Regions from separate parts of the Zea mays genome. Here region 2 is linked to region 1. Evidence: chromatin contacts called from public Hi-C data. All regions are on one chromosome and are shown on one strand. Each heading gives the region's core, a stretch centred on a gene start, on an enhancer-like site or on the middle of the called end of the contact. The rest is flanking DNA. Distances are from core to core; before and after follow the strand shown. Region 1 has its middle 7.4 kb from the start of LOC103648086. Region 2 holds the start of LOC103648088 (replication factor C subunit 1).

Region 1 (3,711 bases), core at 459-2,958:
AACTAGGGTAACCTATTGGGTCCCATCAAAATTAACCTATGCAGATCATTATGATTAATTAGAACATGAGTGGGTAAAAGAAGTGATCAAGGGCACAACTTGCCTGGCACTTGAGATTCCAGGTACTAACTTGCTCTTCAAATGACACGTGACCTCACGCTAGTCATAGCAATACAAACAAACAGTGTATATGCAAAATTAACATCACACCAAACATATATGAAAATACATATTAATAATCTACATATTAAAATAAGATCACAGGAACATGAATTATTAATTTTGGAGTTATAGATTTTAAGTTATGGATTTCCAAAAGTTCTAGGTGCCATGTACAAGATTAATTAGGAGATTAATTTTGATAGGGTTTTCATATCAAAACAGAGACACTAGTTGATAAACAATAATATTACAAAATTACAGAAATTGGAATGGATCAATTTGGACTTAAAATGAATTAGTTATGAATTATACAAATTTCTGGAATTGATTTTTTATTAACAAACAATTTCTATAATTAATTTTCTATTTTTATTGTTTTCTGGACTGGGCGTAAAAAACAGAGGAACGCAGGGGTTACCACGCAAAACTTTCCCAAGACTCAGGATTCACCCCGCGCGGACGGCGGGTTGAATAGGTAAAACCCTAGGGTTACTTTTGAAAGAAGTTCACGGCGAAGGGGTATGCTTACCTCTGGGCCGTCAGATCGCGAGTCAAAGGTTCAGATTAGAAGCCCACTTCAATTGAACCGGTATGTCACGTGGTTCGCTAGATCTCTATCCTACGGTTCAAAACCGACCCCGCCTTCCTTCTAATCGTGATCGTATAACCCGAGATCGATGGTCTAGATTTGATAGCGTAAAGGGATGGTGTGTCCCAATTTGGACCGCCCATCACAGAATGAAGGGCCAGGAGGCCATCTTCATCCTCCCGCATATCAGCTTGGCGGAGATTACTCCCCACGGCGACGCTCCATCCAAGCACGGCCAGCAGGGGCCCCGATACCCTAATCCAACCCAAGTTCGGTACATACACTGGTAAGGACGAGGAGTACGGCATGGAAGCATTACCGGTGTCAGGATTTGAGGAGGTGCCCGACCACACCATGGCGCGGACCGGCGGTCTTCACCGACTCTGGTGACGAATTTGGTGCTTCCCAGGCACCGGATCCACACCAGTCCACCCTAGTGACTTCAGGGCGACACCCATGTAGTTCCCCAGCCCTAATTCGAGGTCACGCAGTTTGCATTTCCAGGTATCAACGGTGGCGGGCGTGGTTTGCTCGAGACAGCCGCCACCCGATCTCAATTCCTTACTGTTCTCTAATGGTGCCGCGCGCTTAGGCTATCTCCTAGCTGAGCCATGACCCAAAGGAGGAACGTGGCCGTATTTATGTAGCCCGCCGGCCATGATTGTAACAGCCCGCGCGGAGTTCGGCCATGGCGACAGAAGCGGGATTCGGATTTCCGTTGGCGAGATTCGTGGGGGAAGCGCGCCAGATGGGACGGCCCACAAGCCAGCGAGCGCAGGTAAGGCGAGGTTAACTGGGTCCCAGGATTCCAACCCCAACACCGCCATCCAACAATCGCGGCGAGCAGCGCGGGGAAGGGAAGAAGACCATCTGACAGCTAGGGCCCACACTGGCGCACGAGAGCACGCCCGCGGTCTGCCCATGGGTGTTGCGGACGCAAGCGCGAGGGGAGGCTGACCACTGGGGCCCACATGTCGACGCGTGAACCAGCCGAACACAAGATCAATTGGCCCGTGCAGCTAAATTGGTGTTGGGCCGTGGGAACCAAATTCGGCCCAAGTAGTTGATTCGTTTTTTTTATTTTATTTTTCTTTCCAAATTTAAGACTCTAATTCAAATTCAAATTCTGTTGAACTTAAGTTTTCCAAATATCCAATAAAAATCCTATTATTAAGTCGACGCCTATTATTTATTTATTTATAATATATATATGTTTATAGTGTATATTCTTTTTTTATTTTCTTCTCTTTTCTTGTTTCCCTTTCTATTGTCAAATTCTACTTTTCAAACCTAACTTGCCTCACAAATTTGAATACAGATGCAAATATAAAAGAACCTCAGCATGAAATGCATATTCCAGTATTTATTTGTTATTTGATCAATATATTCTCACTAATTGAATATGCACAAAGAAAAGAAAACTAGATAGTCTCTCAAGGTTCCGTGGTCCCAAAACAATTTTATATATGTATTTATTTATTTTATCATTTTTTTATCTTACACAATTTTAGGGCTTTACAGTCATCAGCCGGGAGTGCATCCATGGCCGGCTTGATGATGTTGGTGGTGGAGATCTTGGTGTGATCCTTAGAACCAGCCATCTATGGGCCGATTTTTAGCAGGTCTAGACACCTAATCCCGAGCGGAGTCGCCAAAAAGTATGTTGACACCTTTTTCGGGCGCCAAACACTCAACAAGAACCGGCGGCGGTGCTCTCTACACAGGCGCGGACGATCCGCGGCTAGGGGCCAGACGGTCCACGACCTGGTACAGGGGCTGACGTTCCCTGCCTGACGGCCGGACGGTCCGCGCCCTGGGGCCGGACGGTCCGCGCGTGCGCAGGGGGCGGCGAAGGTCGCCGGCGGCGCCTAGATCTCGCTCCCGGGAGGGACCCCGTCGGGGAGGAGAGATCCTAGGGGTTGTCTAGGCTCGGCAGACCGACCTAGACTCCTCTAATCGACGTAGAGTCGAAGAGAAGCGGAGAATTTAGGGATTGGAATACTAAACTAGGGCTAAACTAGAACTACTCCTAATGCATAAGGTAAAAAACGAGTAATAGACTGGATTTGATCGATTGTTGGGGGTTTCAATCGGCTGTAGCCCTTCATCTATATAAAGGGGAGGTCTGGATCCGTTTCCAACTGTTTCCCGAGTTAATCCCGCGGTTTTAGGTAACAAATCCCGCGAGAAACTAGGAACCCTAACTGACTCTGCGCATGCGCGGACCGTCCGCGCCTCCACCGCTGACCGTCCGCTAGGTATTTTTGGTGCCCAACACCATGTATGATGTATCTTCTCAATTCTCTTGTCACCAAATCAGTCCTAATGAGTAACTAGGGCCCCTCTTTTCTACTTTTTCGATACATGTTTACTATTAAAAATTTGGAATCCCAATCAAAGTGATATAGGAGTTTAATAGATTTATAAAAAACTACATATATCTCCAATCCAATCCAGAATCTCTTTCTACCCAAGATATTTCAGATTTCTACCATCCAAAATTTTCAAAATACTATCCAAGTACCACTGTTTATAAAATGAAATCATTTTCTATTCTATTTGAATGCTTCCACCCGACTTGTCCCTCGACTCCTACCCGATGAGCAGTGGCTAGGGTTTACCACCGCCTCCCTCCACCCGACTCCAGCGGTCGGTGACATGGCTTAGCTATCCCAAAACTGGCGCACCTCTTCCCCGTTGAAAGTATCTTGGCCCCTAATTGCTTTTGATGATTAATGACAACACAAGATTATTATGACTAACTTGTATTTCACAGCTATACGGTAAGTTAGATCACATTGCAGAAAATTAAGCTTCAACAAGTGAGAGCACCCCCAACGATGGAAATCGAGGAGATGGCTAAGGAACAATGCTTAAAAGGTTAAGGACTGCTAGTTCTAAGTGTTAAAGATGTTGTTGGACATTTTGTATAGAGTTAGGTCCTTTTATTTAATTTTAGC
Region 2 (3,711 bases), core at 505-3,004, 130 kb before region 1:
ATCAACAACAACAAAGACTTTTAGTCCCAAGCAAGTTAGGGAATGCTAGAGCTGAAACCTAACAAAAGCCACCACAAAAAGTGAAAAAGTAAGAGAGAAAAATATTATACATAGAAATTGGCACCTGTCGAGGGTACCACTTATGACAAATGTCAGACCAGATAAACAGTCAGGGGCACCCTCTGGGACCTCCTACAAATTATAGAAGGTGGAATAGACAGTTCAGCATTGAGTTTTTGAATTTTTCAAAACATTGACAGTAACGTTAGTGTTACCTTTTCTCCTTTGTGAGGAGGATCTTTCCTCTCACCAAAATTCATAAAACCTCTCCCACCTCCTCTACCTCTGCCCCCAGGGGCAGCTCCTGCTCCTCCTCTTCCTCCTCTTCCCCTTCCCCTTCCAGCTCCTTTAGAGGGGGTCTTGGCATCTTCATCCATCCTGTCCTCATCCTCAGCATCATCAACACCAGTAGTCTTTGCAGGGGCTTCAACATTAGATTCAACTTTAAGCTTTTTTGAAGGTGGTGGCTTCACTGGAGTTTTCTTCTTTGCAGGTGCCACAAAATCGTCATCTTCTTCATCATCAAACATTTTCTTTGCTGGAAAAGGCTTGCTGTCCTCCTTGACTTCATCGTTGCATTTCTGAAGTTTTCTTTTAGCCGCACTCTTCCCCCCAGAGGCGTCTGCCATTTGGACATCTGAGTCCTTTTCTGCTTTTGACCCAAAATATTTGCTTGTCTTCCTTCTAGCGGAAGTATCATGGTCACAGGACGCCTGATTGACTCAAGATGTGGCATTAATAATGTCAGAACTTGGGCAGCACCAAACATTGTAGAACAATAATGAAAAAATAGAGAAGAACTGCTGTTAGCTTTGACCAAACAAACCAAACAAGGTGGTGCTCATTTGTTACATAATGCCATAGATACCATCGATGCAATGCTGAGGAAACTCAAAAGCCTTGTCAATAATCTAATCTAACTAGTAACTAGTAGGTCAAAACCAAATCTACGGCTAACAAGGCAACAATTACGAACACAGAGCAGAATCCTACCAATGCGGGGGGCGCCGACTTCTTCTCCGGAATGCTGAGCACGGGCTTCTTCTCAGCCGCCGACCCCGAGGGCTTCCCGGCGGCTCCAGATGCCGCCGCGCTCTTGTCCTGCGGCTTCATGAACCATTTACGGATGTCGGACGACTGCGCCCCCGGAAAACAACGAAAGAATCGATCAGGCATTGGAAGTCAAGAACAGGAAACGAACCAAGAAACCGCTAGCCAAACAAATCTCCGTGGAGGGAAGAATACCAGAGGGGGGGTGTCAAGAACGCACTCACCATCTCCGACGCAGCGAAGGATGGATCTCCCGGGCTCGGGAGACCGAAAAGCCGGGGGTTTTCCGGATTCTTTGCGCTGTTAGATTGGCGGGGGCTAGGGTTCTAATGCGCGGGCGGGCGGTTCTTGCTTCCCACGACCAATCCAGTCCTGAAGCGGACACTGGCGCCACAGCCTACCGAATGCGGATGAGGGGAAAGGGATGGGGAGGAGACGGATGATGAGGGGAAGCGGCGGCGGTGTGCGGCCTTGCCTGACGCTCGGGGCCTCGGGCTCGCGCGGAGGGTTTGGGGGAAAAGATGGGGGCGCGGCGCGCGGTTCTCTCGAGGCTGGCGGGAGGACCCGCGGTGGTGTGGAATGGTGGTAGCGGAGGAGGTGTGACACAAAATTGGCTTTCGGAAATAACACGTATGACCGTATGCAGGCCTCGACATAAGTCGTACCATAGTTTATCTAAATCGTCTTGTTTCTAGTGTTTTGTATTATAAACTGCATTATCTTTAAAATAGAGTTTAAATATAAATATAGAGATAAGCTACTAAAAATAGTTTAAGAACCAACGTCCAAATACCAAAGAATCAGGACAAGAATCAATATTGAAACCAAAACCAACCAAAAAACGAGTATCAAATACTTAATTGGGTAATAAATCTAGAAACCCAAAATAATAATTTCGGAGTTCTTTGTCTCGGATACCTGAAATCCTGAATTAGACTAAAGAAGTTGGTGTACCTGAAGCGTCCCGATCCTTTGGGACTCAAATGTGATACAATTACTAGTCCCAGGAGGCTAGTAATCACATTCATTACTTCAAATAGTTACAGAGTCTGAATAATGTTATTACAATACCGGGGATACAAGCTCGAAAGTGAGCCGAAACAAAATAAAGCGCAGTGGAAGATAAAATAGCCCAGGCCACAGGCAGAACTGGGTGAAGACACAGCCCCATCAATCAAGCATAGCAGAAAAGAAGTCTTCAGCTGCTGAAAAACATAAATAAATCTGGGTGAATACACTAGGTATTCCGCAAGCCCACTCGGCTCCCGTAAAGAGAAAGTGACCTATATTGTACATGCTTATTGTGGTGGAGTTGAAGTCACTCATACTTTTTCAGAGAAAGGCAGTACTCAATAGTTAGGGTTTTCCCAAAACAATAGAAGTAACACTTGCTTGACTACCACTGAGCTTCCCGCTCCCGTGGTACTACTTTCTTTCCAGAACATACACACACATTTCCCTGTTCCCAGTTGTGGTAGAAAACACTAATTGTCATATCATACCAGACTCGTCTATACCAGTGGACACGGACTATTCGAATAGGTTTAGACTCTGCGCAGAGGGGTACACTTTACCCACTAGTCCGGCTCTGCGATCTCATGGCCAATGAGACCCGAATCCGAAACTCTTTCCTTCCTTGTACGTCCGAACCTTAATGGTTATACCGGAAGGAGTCAGGCCACCACCATGTCCAAACCGGACAAAACATTCCCCTTCCTTATCCTCCCGGTGCTACCCCAGCCTTCATAACCCTGGGGTGGGACCGTACGAGTTCAGATTGAGTGGCTGCCCACACAGCCTCGAGTGGTTGTACTTTTTGGGAGTACAGGTAATGAAAGATGACAAACCGGTCCTTATATGAGAGGACGATCCTTCTGCTCACGCCTAAACCAGCTGAGCCAACACCTTAGACCCTCCCCTAAACCAGGGAGTCCCTGATCATCCCACTTCACTAGGTGATGAGGGTGAGTACCCATCATCGCACTCTTTTTGGAAAACATTTCACTTATACCCCTTTTTACTTGTCCCATATCTTTAATCGAAATAATAGTTAATGCGGGCTCTCTCATGCTTACCATGCAATTCGATTCCCATCCCATAATTCAGTCATAAGCAGTGGTAGAGAGAAATAGGTAAATAATGCATCAAGGGAAGGGTGGACTTGCCTTCGTCGAAGCTTTCCTGGCACAAAAGGTTAATCTCGGAGGGGTCGGGTTCCTGCCCTTCTTCCGGAGCTAAGAGTTCCGGAGGATCGGATCCCTCTTCCACTAATTAAAACATAGCCAAAAACAATACATCAAACATGGTGACTTTTGTGGAGTGTGCAAATTGTTATACTTTATTATTTTTGTGCCCTAATGATTTATTTAAACTATTTTTGGTGCATAAAATATCAGCATATAAGTATATATGGGAAAATGGGAAAAAGAAATGGGAAAAGAAAAAGAAAAAGGATTTCCTTTCCTTGTGGGCCGGGGGGATTTTTGGCCAACATGGGCGCGGGCGCTCGCGCGGGCGAGGCTGGCGGCCCAGCTGGCCCAGCTATGCGGGGGAGACGGCGGGGGACGGCGTGGAGGCGCGGGCCCACCAGCCAGCGAGAGA

The links. Hi-C and Micro-C count contacts between places; a contact is called where the count stands out from the background.
Region 2: a contact with region 1 is called in a Hi-C map of tassel, with 2.6 times the contacts expected there. The contact joins the promoter of LOC103648088 here to the enhancer-like site in region 1. A contact is called at or near these places in 5 of 25 Hi-C or Micro-C datasets (ear, endosperm, leaf and 1 more).

What each region holds. Positions count from the first base shown.
Region 1 is chr2:232,650,233-232,653,943 of Zm-B73-REFERENCE-NAM-5.0, reverse strand. No RefSeq gene overlaps it. Among protein-coding and RNA genes, the nearest start is that of LOC103648086, 7.4 kb to the right of the region's middle. Within about 2 kb of position 1,708, at least 18 of the 20 cell types and tissues checked have an H3K27ac peak or open chromatin away from gene starts, as enhancers often do. A contact at or near this core is called in ear, leaf and tassel, where this site is marked.
Region 2 is chr2:232,784,520-232,788,230 of Zm-B73-REFERENCE-NAM-5.0, reverse strand. It overlaps LOC103648088 (replication factor C subunit 1), which reads right to left and starts at 1,754. Exons shown (of 22, transcript XM_008672591.4): 1 at 1,335-1,754; 2 at 1,054-1,197; 3 at 276-773; 4 at 125-192. The coding sequence starts at 1,337.